Linked DNA regions of Oryctolagus cuniculus: region 2 is linked to region 1. The links are chromatin contacts, called in public Hi-C maps. All regions are on one chromosome and are shown on one strand. The core of a region is the stretch at or near the end of the contact, and the rest is flanking DNA. Distances in the headings are between cores, read along the strand shown. Region 1 overlaps JAZF1 (JAZF zinc finger 1). Region 2 overlaps JAZF1 (JAZF zinc finger 1).

The links. A called contact is a pair of places that touch in the nucleus more often than the background predicts.
Region 2: a Hi-C map of liver shows a contact between it and region 1, with 6 times the contacts expected there. The contact joins two enhancer-like sites. A contact is called at or near these places in 6 of 6 Hi-C or Micro-C datasets (ear pinna, embryonic fibroblasts, liver and 3 more).

What each region holds. Positions count from the first base shown.
Region 1 is chr16:19,494,004-19,501,757 of mOryCun1.1, reverse strand. The region is part of intron 4 of JAZF1 (JAZF zinc finger 1); the gene reads left to right. Among named protein-coding and RNA genes, the nearest start is that of TAX1BP1, 180 kb to the right of the region's middle. Within about 2 kb of position 3,632, at least 1 of the 8 cell types and tissues checked has an H3K27ac peak or open chromatin away from gene starts, as enhancers often do.
Region 2 is chr16:19,566,975-19,574,728 of mOryCun1.1, reverse strand. The region is part of intron 3 of JAZF1 (JAZF zinc finger 1); the gene reads left to right. Among named protein-coding and RNA genes, the nearest start is that of JAZF1, 170 kb to the left of the region's middle. Within about 2 kb of position 4,693, at least 1 of the 8 cell types and tissues checked has an H3K27ac peak or open chromatin away from gene starts, as enhancers often do.

The DNA of each region.
Region 1 (7,754 bases), core at 2,383-4,882:
GTTTGCAAATATTTTCTTCCATTCTATTGGATATTTTTTGTTGAATGTTTTCTTTGTTGTGTAGAAACTTCTTAGTTTGATACAATCCTGTTTGTCTATTTTTGTTTCTATTTCTTAGGCTTCTAGGGTCTTTTACAAGAAGTCTGCCTATGCCAGAGTCTTGCAGAGTTTCCCCAATGTTTTCTTCCAGTAACCTGATGGTATCAGGTCATAGATTTAGTTCCTTGATCCATTGTGAGTTGATTTTTGTATAAAGTATAAGATAGGGCTCTAGTTTCATACTTCTGCATGCATAGGTCCCATTTTCTCAACACTTTATTGAAGAGACTGTCCTTTATTCAGGGATTGATTTTACTGTATTTATCAAAGGTTATTTGGTCACGGTAATTTTTTTTAAGATTTATTTATTTGAAAGTCAGTTAGAGGGAGAGAAGAGAGAGAGAGCGCACATGCTTCAATCCAGTGAGAGAGAGAGAGAGAGAGCGCACACGGCAGAGCGAGAGTGCTTCAATCTGCTGGTTCATTCCCCAGAAGTCTGAAATGGCCAGGGCTGAGCCAGGCCGAAGCCAGGAATCAGAGCTCTATCTGGGTTTCCCACATGGGTGGCAGGGGCCCAAGTACTTGAGCCACCACCTGCTGCTTTCCCAGGCACATTAACAGGGAGATGAATTGGAAGTGGAGCAGCCCAGACTTGAACTGGTACTCAAATGGGACGCTGGCATCATAGGCAGACGCTGAACCATTGCACCATGATGCTCACCCCCACAAAATCCTTATTTTCACATCTTTATTAAGGAATAGTTAACAGGAACCACACAAGTGTTCTCAACAGTAGCTACTGTTTATTGAATACTTGCTATTGCCAGACACTGTTTGAAGCACTTTGTGTCATTTTAACTCATGTAATCCTCACCACTACTTTATCCCTGCCTCACAGATGAGACAACTGAGTCATGACAAGAATAAGTATCTGCCCAAAACTGTGGCACCAGTGAGTGCTGCAGCTGAGATTACTGCAGAACAAAGAACTAGTGCATGGATGACCAGGCCAGGATCGGGAAGTGGGTTCTCGGAGGATTTTTTTTTTTTTTTTGAGACTGACTTATTCGTTTGAAAGGCAGAGCTACAGAGAGGCAGAGGGAGGGAAGGGAGTGACAGAGACAGACAGACAGACACCTGGATTGAGCTGCTACCTCCTGGCTTCAGCCTGGTCCAGTCTCACCTATTGCAGGCATTTGGGGACTGAAGCAGTGGGTGAGAGCTGTCCATCTGCCTGTGTGTTTGTGAGTCTGTCTATTTCTCTGCATTTCAAATAAATAAGTTTCTTTCAAAAGATATATTGCTAAAATTAAGGAGGAAAAACTATTTAAAAAATTGGAAAAGAAAATGCACAAAAATGCAATCCATAGTTTTCTGTAGTAAATGATGGTGACTGGAATGAGATTGTCAGAACCTTCCTTTTATGTAAGTATTTCTGTCATGTTTAGATTGTTGGGAACAGATAGGTTACTTTCAAATTTCAAAGCAAAGAGAGATAGAAAATAAGTTTTTTTTTTTTTTTTTTTTTTGACAGGCAGAGTGGACAGTGAGAGAGAGAGACAGAGAGAAAGGTCTTCGTTTACCGTTGGTTCACTCTCCAATGGCCGCCGCGGCCGGCGCACTGTGGCCGGCACATCGCGCTGATCCAAAGCCAGGAGCCAGGTGCTTCTCCTGGTCTCCAATGCTGGTGCAGGGCCCAAGCACTTGGGCCATCCTCCACTACATTCCCGGGCCACAGCAGAGAGCTGGACTGGAAGAGGGGCAACCAGGACAGAATCCGGCACCCCGACCGGGACTAGAACCCAGGGTGCCGGCACCACAGGCAGAGGATTAGCCTATTGAGCCACAGCGCTGGCCAAAAATAAGTTTTAATATATGCTCCTATTCAGTGAGATAGATGGGACTCCCTAATGGGACACAAAGCTTTTTTCATGGCATATGCTGTTGTTACACATCCATAAAAACAGGAAAAAACACTGATCGCTTAATTTTTTGTCTATAAGCAAAAAACCTATTCTACAGATGCTTAGGTGTCTTCAAGTCTGTATGATATTTATCTTCTAGTTGTTGCATATGTTTTAAACGGAAGGAATCGTACTTTGTTTGCCCTTGAGCAAACCAGAATGAGAAAATGTCACGGGACAGCATACAGGCGAAAGTGCAGTGAGAATAGCAGCAGGGACCTCTCCTGAGTACCTTGCGTCCCTTCGTTTGCTCTCCATGACAGCCCGCTGGGGGAGGTGATCAGTTGGTCCCCATTTTTCAGTTCAGGGCAATAGGCAGAGCAGCGTCAGAAACATGTACAGAGTTATTAAGTTGGAGTGGGTTTCAGACTTTCTCTGGAAGTTACTGGGTGGATTTCTTGTTAACTGCCACGTGTAGCTGCCTCCCTGTGGGTATGAGAGCTTTCTTCCTAATGCCCAAACCTCTCTCAGCTCTCTGAGGGGGCATACCCAGACTGTAAAGTTGGCAAAGCTTGAGCAACTCTAGCTGACACCTGGCAGGACAAGTCCACAAAGACAACGTAATGCTTAGCAGAGCGTCTCCTGAAGATTCAGGAATGAGGGAAGCCAACAATGCAGAACTGCATGCCAGTGCCATAAAGCCCTAGCCCCTGTTTGACTTGCTGTGTAACAAGATACTGAAACTGGAAGTTGCCAAGCATGTCCATGAGGCCAAATATTTGGCTGTGATTAAAGCAGGAAATGGTATGAAAACTGGCCTTCATTCTGCAGGGGATAATAAATCAGAACATGTAAATACAAACGCTGGCCTCACCAACCGTTTTGCACCATCGACCAGCAGGGCCAGTAACCTGGATAGACAAGGGACAGCCTGTGCGTGTCCACCACCACCATCATCAGCCGGCAGAATCTGGGTAGAAGCAAACTCGCAGACAAAGCGAAACTCAATGCTTACGTGCCCTTTCAGGATTACCTCGTCCCAGAGTTTGTGCAGTAGATGCGAGCTACGTAACACAGAGAGAATTCGTGCTGAGCTTCCCTCAAGGAGAATGCATGGGTGTGTCAATAAAACGTAAAGGTTGTTGAGAAGCAGCAAGTCAGCATTTTGACTGTTGCAGCTCTACTGTGTCCACTGTGCTCAGAGAAACTCGCCAGCCGAAGTGAAGCGTGTCGCTGTGGACGCACAGGAAGAGGGGGCGGGCAGATACTGCTGGAACTGGTGACTGGTGGACGCGGTGCCAGAGACCATGCTAGACGGAACGGTCAAAACAAGCAGTGCTGTTGTTGCTGGCCACCACGGAAAACATAGCTTCTTGGCAAGCATGTAATTTTTCTCACTTGGTTTTCCTTCCGAGCTCTGCCTAACCTCTCATTCTTTGGGTCATCTCTCTTTTCCCTAAAGTAAAGGGGAAGGAAAAAAAAAAACTTTAATGACATTTTTAGGAAAAACAAATGAGGAATGATGGCTGAAACTTGAGCAATCATGTTTGGACTGCAGATGTTCTGAACTCCTGGGGAGGTGATGCAGAAGGAGGGACCAGGGCTGGGACCATAAACCAGCAGGACCCTGGGCGTGAGTGCCTCCTTCATTGGTGCCCCAGTGGAGCTCGGGCAACCCGCTGCTGTGTGACCTGGCCAAGTAGTAACTGCTTCCGCTTCCGCTGTCAGAGCACGGTGCAAGGAAGGCACTTTGCATGGGCTCACTGGCCTTTTGTGTGTCTTTGGAGAAATGGCCATGTAAATCCTTTGCCCTTTGTTCGATTTTTTTTTTTTAATGTTGAGTTTTAAGAGTTCTCTATGTGTTTGCTGTGTGATGTCTCCATCACTTGATGAGATTGCTTGTAACATAAAGGTTTTACGTTTAATGAAGTCCAATTATCTGTTTGTTTCTTGGGCCTTGGGTGTCGTATCTAGAGAATCACTGTGTAACCCAAGCTGAGGAGGATTTATGCCCTTTGTTTTCTTCTTCTTTTTTTTTTAAGATTTATTTGTTATTTGAAATTCAGAGTTACGCAGAGAGAGAGAGAGAAAGAGAGAGAGAGGTCTTCCATCCTCTGGTTCACTCCCCAGATGGCAGCAATGGCCAGAGCTGCACCAATCTGAAGCCAGGAGCTTCTTCCAGGTCTCCCATGTGGATTCAGGGGCCCAAGGACTTGGGCCATTTTCTACTGCTTGCCCAGGCCACAACAGAGAGTTGGATCAGAAGTGGAGCAGCGGGGACACGAACCAGCAGCTATATGGGATGCCAGCACTGCAGGCGGCAGCTTTGCCAGCCACGCCACAGGCCCTTCGTTTTCTTCTAAGAGAAAACAAAATTGCCACATTGAGGTGACCTTTCCTTACTACACCATATCCAGTCGAGATCCTTGGACTTAAGCCAGTGACCAGGCAGGGCCTGCAGAGAGTTCCTGAAAGACCCAAGTCAGCAGTGCTGGGCCCCAGGTGTCTGCCTCCAGGTTGCCGAAGCTCACGCGTGCTCCTCCACCTCGCTGGGGTTGGATACGTGCCCCTCTATCAAATGAGTGCTCCGGTTTCTGAGAACGGTCCGCCCAACTGGCTAGACCTCCATGTGGAATTAATGACAGTTTCAGCGTGCTCTTTCAACTCGCATGCACCTAATTAAAAAGTAAAACTTTCAAGTGGTTGACTGCCTAAAGAGAAACGCATTCTTTATGTTGGTTGTTTGCAAAATGCCACCTGTGTACAGGTTTTACATCTCATTTCCTGGATTATCCTTCCTGTGCCAGCTCACAGTGTGGGGCGTTAGGAGCCAGTATGCCTTTTTTTTTTTTAAACCACTTAAAAAATTCCCAGGAAGGTTTTTTTCCACTCCAACTGCCTTCCCATTATGTTCTGCAGTCTGCCAAGCTTGCCAGAACTCAGCAGGTAGTCCACATGGTATGCGTGTCTGTGTGAGAACGCTCCGCTGATGTGGACAAGATGTTGGTTGTAAAGTGAAGCCAACATCTTGTCCACAAGTGTGCAGAAAATACAGTGTATCCATAAGCATCGAGGCCATAAAGAATATTTAGCTAAATATAGCTCACTAACATGACTCTATTGTTGTAAATGTGATTCAGACATCCAAGCTTCTATATCCAAGGGAGAAAATCTATAGCCAGACTATGTGTTCTTGTTTGTACTTTTCTCCTAAACACAAAACATCAGAATATCTGTGTGTGTGTGTGTATGTGTGTGTGTGTGATAAACTGGAGAGTCCCAAAAGAGACTCAGGGAATGCTTTTTGCTGCACATTGCCTGCTGCAGAAGCAGATCTGCTTGCTTCCTGGACCTTCCATTTCTGCTGGTTCTCGATGTCTCTGTGCTTCCAGTTTGTTTTGGAAAAATGTCTGCTTAGGCCGGCGCCGCGGCTCACTAGGCTAATCCTCCACCTAGCGGCGCCGGCACACCGGGTTCTAGTCCCGGTCGGGGCGCCGGATTCTGTCCCGGTTGCCCCTCTTCCAGGCCAGCTCTCTGCTGTGGCCAGGGAGTGCAGTGGAGGATGGCCCAAGTGCTTGGGCCCTGCACCCCATGGGAGACCAGGAGAAGTACCTGGCTCCTGCCATCGGATCAGCGCAGTGCGCCGGCCGCAGCGCGCCGGCCGCGGCGGCCATTGGAGGGTGAACCAGGAAGACCTTTCTCTCTGTCTCTCTCTCTCACTGTCCACTCTGCCTGTCAAAAAAAAAAAAAAAAATGTCTGCTTAGTGGTGACCAGTCAACTGATGATTGTCCCTGTTCCCACTCTCTGCACAGAGTTACTGTGGGATGTTGCATGTCTGTGTCAACCGGAAGTGGAGTATTATCTTTATTAAACCTCAACCTTTGGCCTCCTTTTACCAGGAACGTTTTGGGCCCCATGTGAAGACAGATCTTAACAGTGAGAATTCAACGAGTGTGTACTTTAAAAAAGCACCAACTTGGACATTTCAAAAACGGAAGTGTTTGAAGGGAGCAGTTAACAGCCTTGCTATATGTATTTATGTCCTGAATGGTATTCAGTTGTGACTGTAAACGTTAGAGGCGAGAGATCTCGGTGTGTTACAGTATCTCACCTGCGATTAGCCCAGAGCCGGCCAGCTGCAAGTAGAGAGTCAGCCTTTGTGAAATTAGGTTGTATTCATAGCTCCTAAAACAGAAGCCAGCGCTGAAAACAGATAGACCAGAAAAGGCTGAGACAGCGCTTCATCTAGTACACTCAGGGGCTTGCATGCTAACATTTTGCTTTGAATTTGTTCTTCAAACTAAGGGCCTTGTCTGGAATTACCCCCAGATCATCAACAGCCGCCACCAGCCAGTCCACACGAAGGTGTGATGTGAAAGGAGGGAGGTGGAGTTTGGAGGATGGAGATTGTGTGGTTTTTTCTTTTGGGGGGGGGGGTTGTTTTTTAAGGCAATTACTTGGTCTCTGTTCTGCTTCTGTATTCCCACTTTCAGCCAACTTGAAATGGAAGTATGGATTTCTCTTGGCCCATTTACCATGCCTGGGAATGCACTTCCTGGCCCCAACGCTCACAGCCACGGGCAGAGCTCTTCATTGGCACATGGGAACTGTGCCAGGGCTGCACTTCTGACTTGCCAGTGGCCTTGTGAAAGTCTTTTCATCAACACAAGCACACAATGCTAAACCAGTCCACAGCGCCACCTTCTACATCACACACTTCCAGTTTACAAATGAGCTGGATTCCAAAAGTCTGTTGATAAATCAGTTGGTTGAAAAATAATGTGTTTTGCATGTGTCATGCATGCAGCAACCAGGGTCCAGGGTAGCCCACAGAAGCTCCTGTAGCCAGAACATAGCTGGAGCTTTGCACAGGCTGATAAGGAAATGAGGAAAATGACTCTGTGTAACGAGTGGCGTGGTACGGCCGTGTAACGTAATTCCTACACAAACAGTTTAGCGTTCATTGAATATTATTGTTGGTCCAAAAACATTTGAATGGGAAAGGGTCAGGAAGTAAGGAGAAATGTTTGTGGAGGTTTATAAGATAAACTCGAGGGATATTAATGGAGAAGATGAAGGGGAGAAATTCTAAGTAGTGCAACCTGGGAAACAAGGAGAAGAGTAAGCAAGGGCATGAATGTAAACAGGGAGAAAAAGGGGAGTTGTCCCAGCTGCTGCCAGGAACAAGAGGCAGCACAGGGAAGAGGTTCTGAACCCTGGTGATAAGGGAATCGGGACATTTTTCTTTCTGTGTATTCAAATACACCTGCAATGTTTTGTTTTGTTTTGTTTTTTCCTTTAGTGAGCATGAGAGTCTTTGGAGGCTTTTGTGTGTGAATAGTACAGTATTCAGAAGAAAAAGTCGTATTGGAATTCTGGGTGTTGATGGTAGGTGTGTGTCCTCAGCTGATATTCACATGCCTTAGACTGGATCATATTTGTAGTTAGAGGCAGTGTGGCTCAGTGGGTTTTGATGTCAGTCACTGCACAGGACGGGGTCACTGCGAACTCCATTTCATCACGAAGCCCACTTTCCTTTGTAATAATCCCCCCGTCACAGAGTTGTTGATGGAGCCACCCTGGTAACTTTTTTTTTTTGCTAAGCGCCTCCCCCAGCAGCCTGGTATTGTGCTCAGTGAATGACAGGTGTCATGTCACCAGCTCTTACACAATTTGATCAGATTTGCAACCCTTACATGTTTATATGTAATGACAAAAACACCAGCTTGAAGATACGTACAAATTTTTAACATATGGGAATGTATAAACTTAAAGGCTAAAGAAGAGAATCCTTGTTTTTAGTAGCCTAC
Region 2 (7,754 bases), core at 3,444-5,943, 72 kb before region 1:
TCTTTCTTTCTTTCTTTCTTTTTTTCTTTTCTTTCTTTCCTTCCTTCCTTCCTTCCTTCCTTCTCTTCCTTCTTTCTCTTCCTTCTTTCTCTTCCTTCTTTCTCTTCTTTCCTTCTCTCTTCCTTCTCTTCCTTCTTTCTCTTCTTTCTCTTCTTTCTTTCTCTTCCTTCTTTCTCTTCCTTCTTTCTCTTCTTTCTCTTTCTAAAAGCTTAACCTATGGGGAAGAAAACTCTGGAACCTCCATTAGGTAAGGCAAAGCAAGCCACAGAGGGAAGATGGCGCCGGGAGAAGCCCGAGTCCGCGGGGGCGTTTGTGGGGACACTCAGCTGTTCTCTTACTCCTCAGAGAGAAGGAGGTGTGTATTCCACCCATTTCTCATGAAAAGTGAGTTCTCTTTCCCACAGCCCCTTAGCTGGTGGCTAGTGTCGAGGCACAGAGCCTGGACTTCGGGCGTGGGTCTGTCCCCACAGCCTGGGACCAACCCAAAGCCTGGTTAGGGCTACTCGTGCTTGAACATCCGTATCATAAAACAAACCAATCCCTGCCGGCTATGTGAGAGGTGCCATGTTGTGAATAAGAAATTTTGAAAAAGGCTAAAAGGAGGCGAGGAGGGGGAACGGAGCTGGAAATGTAGCCCCAGCTCCGCGTGAAACACCCGGAGCCGGTGGCGTCGGCCTGCAGTGGCTGGAGCGCAGGACTGCAGGGCAGGTCACGTTCCAGCCCGTGCCGCTGTGCATCAGACCAGCCCTCAATAAATCTACTAAATGGAAGGAGTAGTGCCAAGGTCACTCGTGTCCCGACATCCTGTGATCGCAAGATGGAATATGAGAAGGAGGCGTAATCCAGGCCAGCAGAGGTTGCCACCCTGATGCCTTTGTAGCCCAGCTGTGGCTAAGATCTTGCTTAATCCTCTCTTTAGGTGGTCTAGCCGGGGTGGGGGGCACAGGTGGAAGCAAGACGGGAGGTGGAGCGCGGTTGTCCGCACCGTCTCCAGTTTCCTGGGCCCTTGGCTTAGAGGAGAGCAGGTTGGAAGCTTCTGGAAAGATGTGGTAGGGAAAAGAGGAGAGGCCTCTGGAATAGAACATTAAAAGTCCAGTGTGAAGAACTTGGCGAGGCCAAGCGGGGGAGCCGCGAGGATGACTGGACCTTTGAGAAAGAAGACCTGAGAGGAGAGGTTAGAGCAACAGCGGTTATGTAACCTGCAGCGCCTCCTGCCAGCGCCTCAGCTCGGCCCGCAAGGCCTGGCCCTTTTCTCTCTGTACCAGGGAAGGACAGACTGCGGCGGCTCCACGAGAACTTTAGATTAGGCTGCAGCAAAGTTCACCCCCTGCCGCAGAATTCTCTGGAATTCTCTGGCTTAAGAAAAACGCAGTGAACCTGCTTGTGATCCCGATACTGGGGGACAGGTTTCCTGTTGCACGGCAGGCGAGGTCATGTGTGGACCGGGAGCACGGCTGGTCCAGAACCAGCAGGTTCATACTCCTCACGCTGACAGGGTCCAGCGAGGGGGACTGTGTCGTTTTTCCCGTTTGCGACACATTGGAGAGCGGAACGGGGTGCCCCTTCCGTGTATGCTGGGGCAGCTGACATAGGAACGACAAGTTCAAGGATGTATGATTTGTGTAGCTTGAAAATTTACAAAATATTTTAACCATAAAGCACTGTAATACCTACTGTGTATCTAACATTTTGCTCTGACAAGTGTTTCAGAGCACTGGTGCCTGAACTTTCTATTTTAGAACAGTCTTATAGTAACAGAACAATTACTCAGCTGGTACAGTTCTCAGATCTCCGTGTCTGCCTTTCCAGATTATTAATGTATTATTAGTGTGGTATGTTTGTTATAGTTGGCTAACCAAATTGATACTTTATTAACTGAAGTCCCCACTTTATTCGAATTCCCTTATCTTTTACCCAGAATCCTTTCTGTGCTCCTGGATGGCACATCAGACGTAGCCATTACGCCTCCTTTAGTTTTTCTTGGCTATTTCAGTTCAGTTCCCTGATTTTAAAAATGGGATGATACTGTCTTCCACCACAACTGTTGGAAATTCCCAGAAAAGCTGGGCCAAGCTTTGTGGATTCCAGAGCTCTCAAACTTCAGCTACATCAGGATTTTAAAAATACAACTTGTTAAAATATAGGTTACAATAATTCCCACACACACTACTCACACCCACAAGTACACATACACTCACGCATTCACACTGACACAGTCACATATACACACTTAACACACATACATACACTCGCGTACATATTCACACACACATACACTCACTGTTACATTCACATACACACTCACATATACTCACACATTTACTCACATACTGTCAGTCACAACACATTCTCACACACATTCACACACATGCACACACCCTCATACAGTCACACACACATACGCTCTGTTATACTCACACATTCACTCATACACCGTTACACACATAGTCACACATTCACAATCAGACTCATGCACACACCCTCACATACAGTCACATTCACCCTCACACAGTTACACATGCTCACATATACTCACACACTCATGCACATAGTCATGCATTCACACACACTCATGCACACACCCAGTCACACACTCACACTCACACACTCAGCCTCTGCTGTTGATAGGTCTGAGGGGTAGAGCGCTGAGCATCTGCCAAGCTCCCAGAATACCCCCTGCCAGCCCAGGGCCACGCCTTCCTACAGCTGCTCTGAGCACAGATTAGGGTTTTTTTTTTTATTTTTTGACAGGCAGAGTGGACAGTGAGAGAGAGAGACAGAGAGAAAGGTCTTCCTTTGCCGTTGGTTCACCCTCCAATGGCCGCCGCGGCCGGCGCGCTGCAGCCAGTGCACCGTGCTGATCCGATGGCAGGAGCCAGGTAGTTATCCTGGTCTCCCATGGGGTGCAGGGCCCAAGTACTTGGGCCATCCTCCACTGCACTCCCTGGCCACAGCAGAGAGCTGGCCTGGAAGAGGGGCAACCGGGACAGAATCTGGCGCCCCAAAGGGACTAGAACCCAGTGTGCCGGCGCCGCAAGGCGGAGGATTAGCCTACTGAGCTGCGGCGCCGGCTGATTAGGGTTTTGTATGGTGGGGTGGGTAGGTCGCCATGCCCCTGCCACTCTCTCCTAATAACAGAGAACTTTTTCAGAGGCCACAGTTTCCTGTTTACTTTTGCTCCAGAAAGCCCACCAACATTAACTGTATCACCACCCAAAGGTATTCCAACTTCTGACGCCCACTTTTATTAGCTCTGTCCCAGCTCCATTTGTGTTGCTGCTCAGTGGCTGGTGTCCCGGCACCAGTCGTGAAAACCGAAGGCACTGGGCTTTGTCCTAACCCGCCTCCCCTTGCAGGAAAGGGCACTTGGCGGAAGGGGAACGTTCTCCCCCAGGCACTCCTAGCGCAGTGTCTCTTTGGGCGGCTACGAGAAGCTTGGGTTGTTAACCATGGTATTTTCACAGCTGTGGATCGAGCTCTGGAGCCGGTGCAGCAAGCAGCCATGGGTTTGTTTTCTGGCCGAGGGCGGCCACTGCTTGCTTTGGGAAAAAAGGATCTGGCGCCTGTTTCTAAGAAAGTGCACTGTAACCTGTAGTGCAAGGTGACAGCAGGCTGCCGTTCCTGCGGCCACACCCTCACTGGCCTCGCAGTGGACACGCGATGGGTGACTCAGGCTACAAAAATTCATGAGTGCCAACCAAACTAGAGTCGCGGACCAAAGGGCAGGTTGCGTCAGCCCTGGTCTCTCTGTGGCTGGCAGTCGGGTCGGATTAAAGACCTGTGCATTCTCTGCCTCCTCGGAGTCACTGCCACCCCAGCTGTCTAGCGTATGGCACGTGCTGTCTGGTCTGAGCCGACCAGGCCACGGTAGTTCTGGGATCAGCAGCTCCAGCTGGGAACTCGTTAGATGCATTGTCTCGGGCCCTTCCCCAGAGCGTCGGGCTCCGGCGCTGCAGGTGACTCCGATGCACGCCCATGTTTACCAAGTTCTTCCACGCCCTGCTAGGGCCTGAGCCACGCTGAAGCACCACCCCTCCCCACACACACCTTCTTTCCCCAAACACAAGAGAGTCTGCTGCTTGTTCAATTGATGCTGGATGCGTGAGGAACCACGGGCTTGTCCTAGCGCAGCGCTCGCAGCTTGGCTGCACATTAGGACCACCTGGGGGCAGCGCAGGTGCCTCACTTCACAGCCCTCTCATCCCAGTTAATGCAAAATGGCCCTGGACTGTGCTGAGACGTAACTACTTTATAAAGCAGCCCAGGGTGAGGTGCGCTGGCCTTGGGAGAGCGAACACGGGGCAGGAGGTGCAGGCACCCTCGGGAGGCCCACGTTCCCCAGGCTGGGGCTGGCGCTGGGGCTGGCGGAGGGCGGAGGTGACAGAGAGGAAGTCCCCAAAGTGCTTTCCTCAAAGCTCTACTCCAAGGAAGACCAAAGGCAGGTTAACATGCGGGCTCTGCGTGGGTCCACAGGGGATTTCCAGAGAAACGGAGCATCTCGGGACAGGCCGCTTTGTTCTCATGTGCACGAGATGCACCCTCGGCCTGCATCCCAGGCCTGGGGCCCCCTCCGAGGGGGCTGCCGGGCTCTGGTGACCCCTCGGAAACACCCTCCTAGTTCTGTCCTGGGCCCCGTGGAGCCCCCTGGGCGCCCCCTTCCTCCCTGGAATCCCCTCAGGGGGAGCACAGGGGGAGCTCTGGATGCAGCCCCTGCCCCTCGCGGGCCATCCTGTCAGCCACAGCTTTTCTTCCCCACAACGTCGGTCCTTAGCTTCCCCCTGTGCTTCAACTAAGAGGGTTTTGGTTTTGTTTTTTTAAAGAAGAAAAGGGAATGTTTCCATAATAAATAATTCCTTATTCGTGAGTCTGTCCATGTCTGATTCAGAAGGTCAGGTGGGGAGATTTAATGTGAAATATTAGCTGTCTTTGCCAATTGCTGCGCCCTGTTACCATGCCATAAGCCAGGAATAGAAGTGACCTGTTTGCAGTGACAGATCAAAATTTAGTGCCGTGCTGATGGTCCAGAATGAAGATTTTTTGACACAGTAAATGAAATACGTACCCGTGCATTTCTGGTTGGGATTTAGCTGACCAAGTAGTTCAGTTATAATTATATTATTTTTACTCCTGGAGATCATTACTCTGGATGAAAAATGCCTCAGCATTCAGACTGTTAAGATGTGGATGGCGAACATTATTTAAAACAAAATTATTTTTTTTCTGGACTATGAAATGGCTTTATGGGCATGTAGAAGCTAGAATATGGTTGTTAGCATTTAAAATTAAATAAAAACATGGAAAGTAATTTTTTTTTGTTTCAAAAATAAGCCCTACCGTCCGTCATTGTAGGCTGCCTCCTGTGATCCATCTCCTGTCCCTTAAGCCCCTTATAATGCAGTGAGGAGCCCCGTCTTGCAGCTACGTAGTCAACATAAATCTGAGGATCTGAATTTTATAAAAGGGCATTGAGGGAGGGCTGTGGGGTTGGTTTATCATGTTTTTATGAGGAGGCAATGCTTTGGGGATTGAAACTTTTTTTTTTTTTAAAGATTCACTTATTTGAAAGTCAGGTTAGAAGGGGAGAGAGAGGGATCTTCATCTGCTGGTTCACTCCCCAGATGGCTGCAGGGGCCAGGGCTGGCCCAGACTGAAGCCAGGAGCCCAGAGCTGCTTCGGGGTCTCCCACGTGGATGAGGGGGCCCAAGCACTTGAATATCTGCTGCTGCTTTTCCCAGGCCATTATCAGGGAGCTGGATCAGAAGTGGCGCAGCAGACTTGAACTGGCATCCATATGGGATGGATGCCAGCGCTGTAGGCAGAAGCTTTACTTGCTACGTGACAGCACCGGCCCCTGAAATATCTTAAAAGTAGTTGTAAGTCTGATCTGACCTCTGGATCACTGCATGTGGTCTTTTTTTTTTTTTTTTTTTTGGTCAACATCTCCCTGGGCTCTGATTACCCAGGTGTTAGAAGGACTTCAAATGTGCTGTCAACCGCGGGTTTGAAAGGCTGTGTGTTAACAAGGCACAGAGGTGCTGCCACCAGCCGCAACACCTGACCGTGTTTGCCTTACGGCAGCTTCCTCCCCGCCCTCTGTACTGCAGCACCTGCGGTGTCTGGTGCTGCAAGAAGACACCTTTCACAGAGAACATGTGTAAGATTTAAGGTGGTCTCCCTCTGACCACTGCCTTTTTTGTGATATGATGTCTTCCTTCTCTACAATGCATTTTAAAACCCAGAAGTTTAAACCTAGACTTCCTGGGGAGTCATTGTTCTAAATCTGAAAGGTGAGTTTTAAGGAGACTGTAATCAGAGTTAACCTGTGTTTATGAAAAGGAGAAATCCCTAGGTGATTACCTTTCTTCCAGCTCTCCAAAGACCTTTCCTCTAAACTCCGCAGGTCTCTTCTCCGTTGACTTGATTAATGAATATTTTACCCACTAAAATTGGCCATTAATTCTTTCCTTGGGTTGCAGCAATTATTGCATCTTTCAAGTAAGATCTAATTAGCATAATAAGCAGGTGATGCGGGGAACGTCGGGAGCTAGCTGCTTAGCACTACCCAGTCACCGCCCAGCGAGCAGCAGTGGCCATCTCTTGGTGGATCCCAGCAACCACATTTGGGGAAAACTCACCAGATCACCCCAGGAAAGGAACTTAGATGAAGTAGTTCTGTTGATACTGTTAGGAAATATTACCTAATGACTTAGAGTTATGGTGTCATTTAATAATTAAGAGTGCTGTTACCTTCCAGCCATTTATAGGTTCTTTGATCATAAAGACTTCCCAGTCCCTCTGCATAGCACTGGGGACAGAAGAGACACGGGATGCTGGCTCTGGAGAAGCGGAGTCTGTCGGGAACATAAACACGTGGCCGCATAGCTCATCCTTTTGGTAGACCGTGTACCAAGGCAGGTTCTACCATGCAGGCCCCTGGAATGCTCTGCAGAGCAGATGAGCTTTGCAGTAGGCTGAGGATGACTGCGCCGGAGTGGGCAAGGAGGTATCCCAGAGTAGAAGGAACTGCACATGTAACCAAAGTATGTCAGCCCAGGGCCAAGGAGCAGAAGAGAGGCCACAAAAGGGGCTGTTCATGGAGGGCGGGGTGGGGGGAGGTTGCAGGGTACAGGATGTTGAGGTACCCTTGAGCTAGCCAAAGCAGCTGCAGAGGTGATGCTGTCGCCAGAGCCTGGAGAGAGTGGCAGCTCTAGAAGAGGGGTCGCTTCCCAGAGCCGTGGCCACTACCTTGCCAAACCCAGCCTGGCTGGGAAGGAGCAGAACAAAGTCCCGACCTTCCACTCCCTCCACCCTCTGCTCCCTGCTGGTGCTTCCTGGTAGCTGAACCCAAGCGGAAACCAGAAGTGAGCGTCGTGGTGAAAGAGCCTGGCTCTGGAGCAAGACCGAGAAAGGTGAGCAGGATAGAGAGGGTGCGTGCGTAGGCCAGGTTCATGTGCAGAGCACAGGAGGCAGGTAGCACTGCGGGAGGAAGACACATTGGAGAATCTGCTTGATGGAGCCCAGCTGTAAGTGCTCTGCAGTGTGTGTTTTTTCTGTAGAAAGCTTTTATTTAATGAATACAAATTTCATAGGTACAGTTTTAGGAATATAGCGGTCCTCCCACCCCTACTCCCGTCCCCCCTCCTACTCCCTCTCACATCCCATTCTTCATTAAGATTCGTTGTTGTCCTGTAAGTGGAAGGAAGAGTCATGTGTAGACTTGACTAGCCACTTCTCAAAGCTGAATTTTTTTAAAT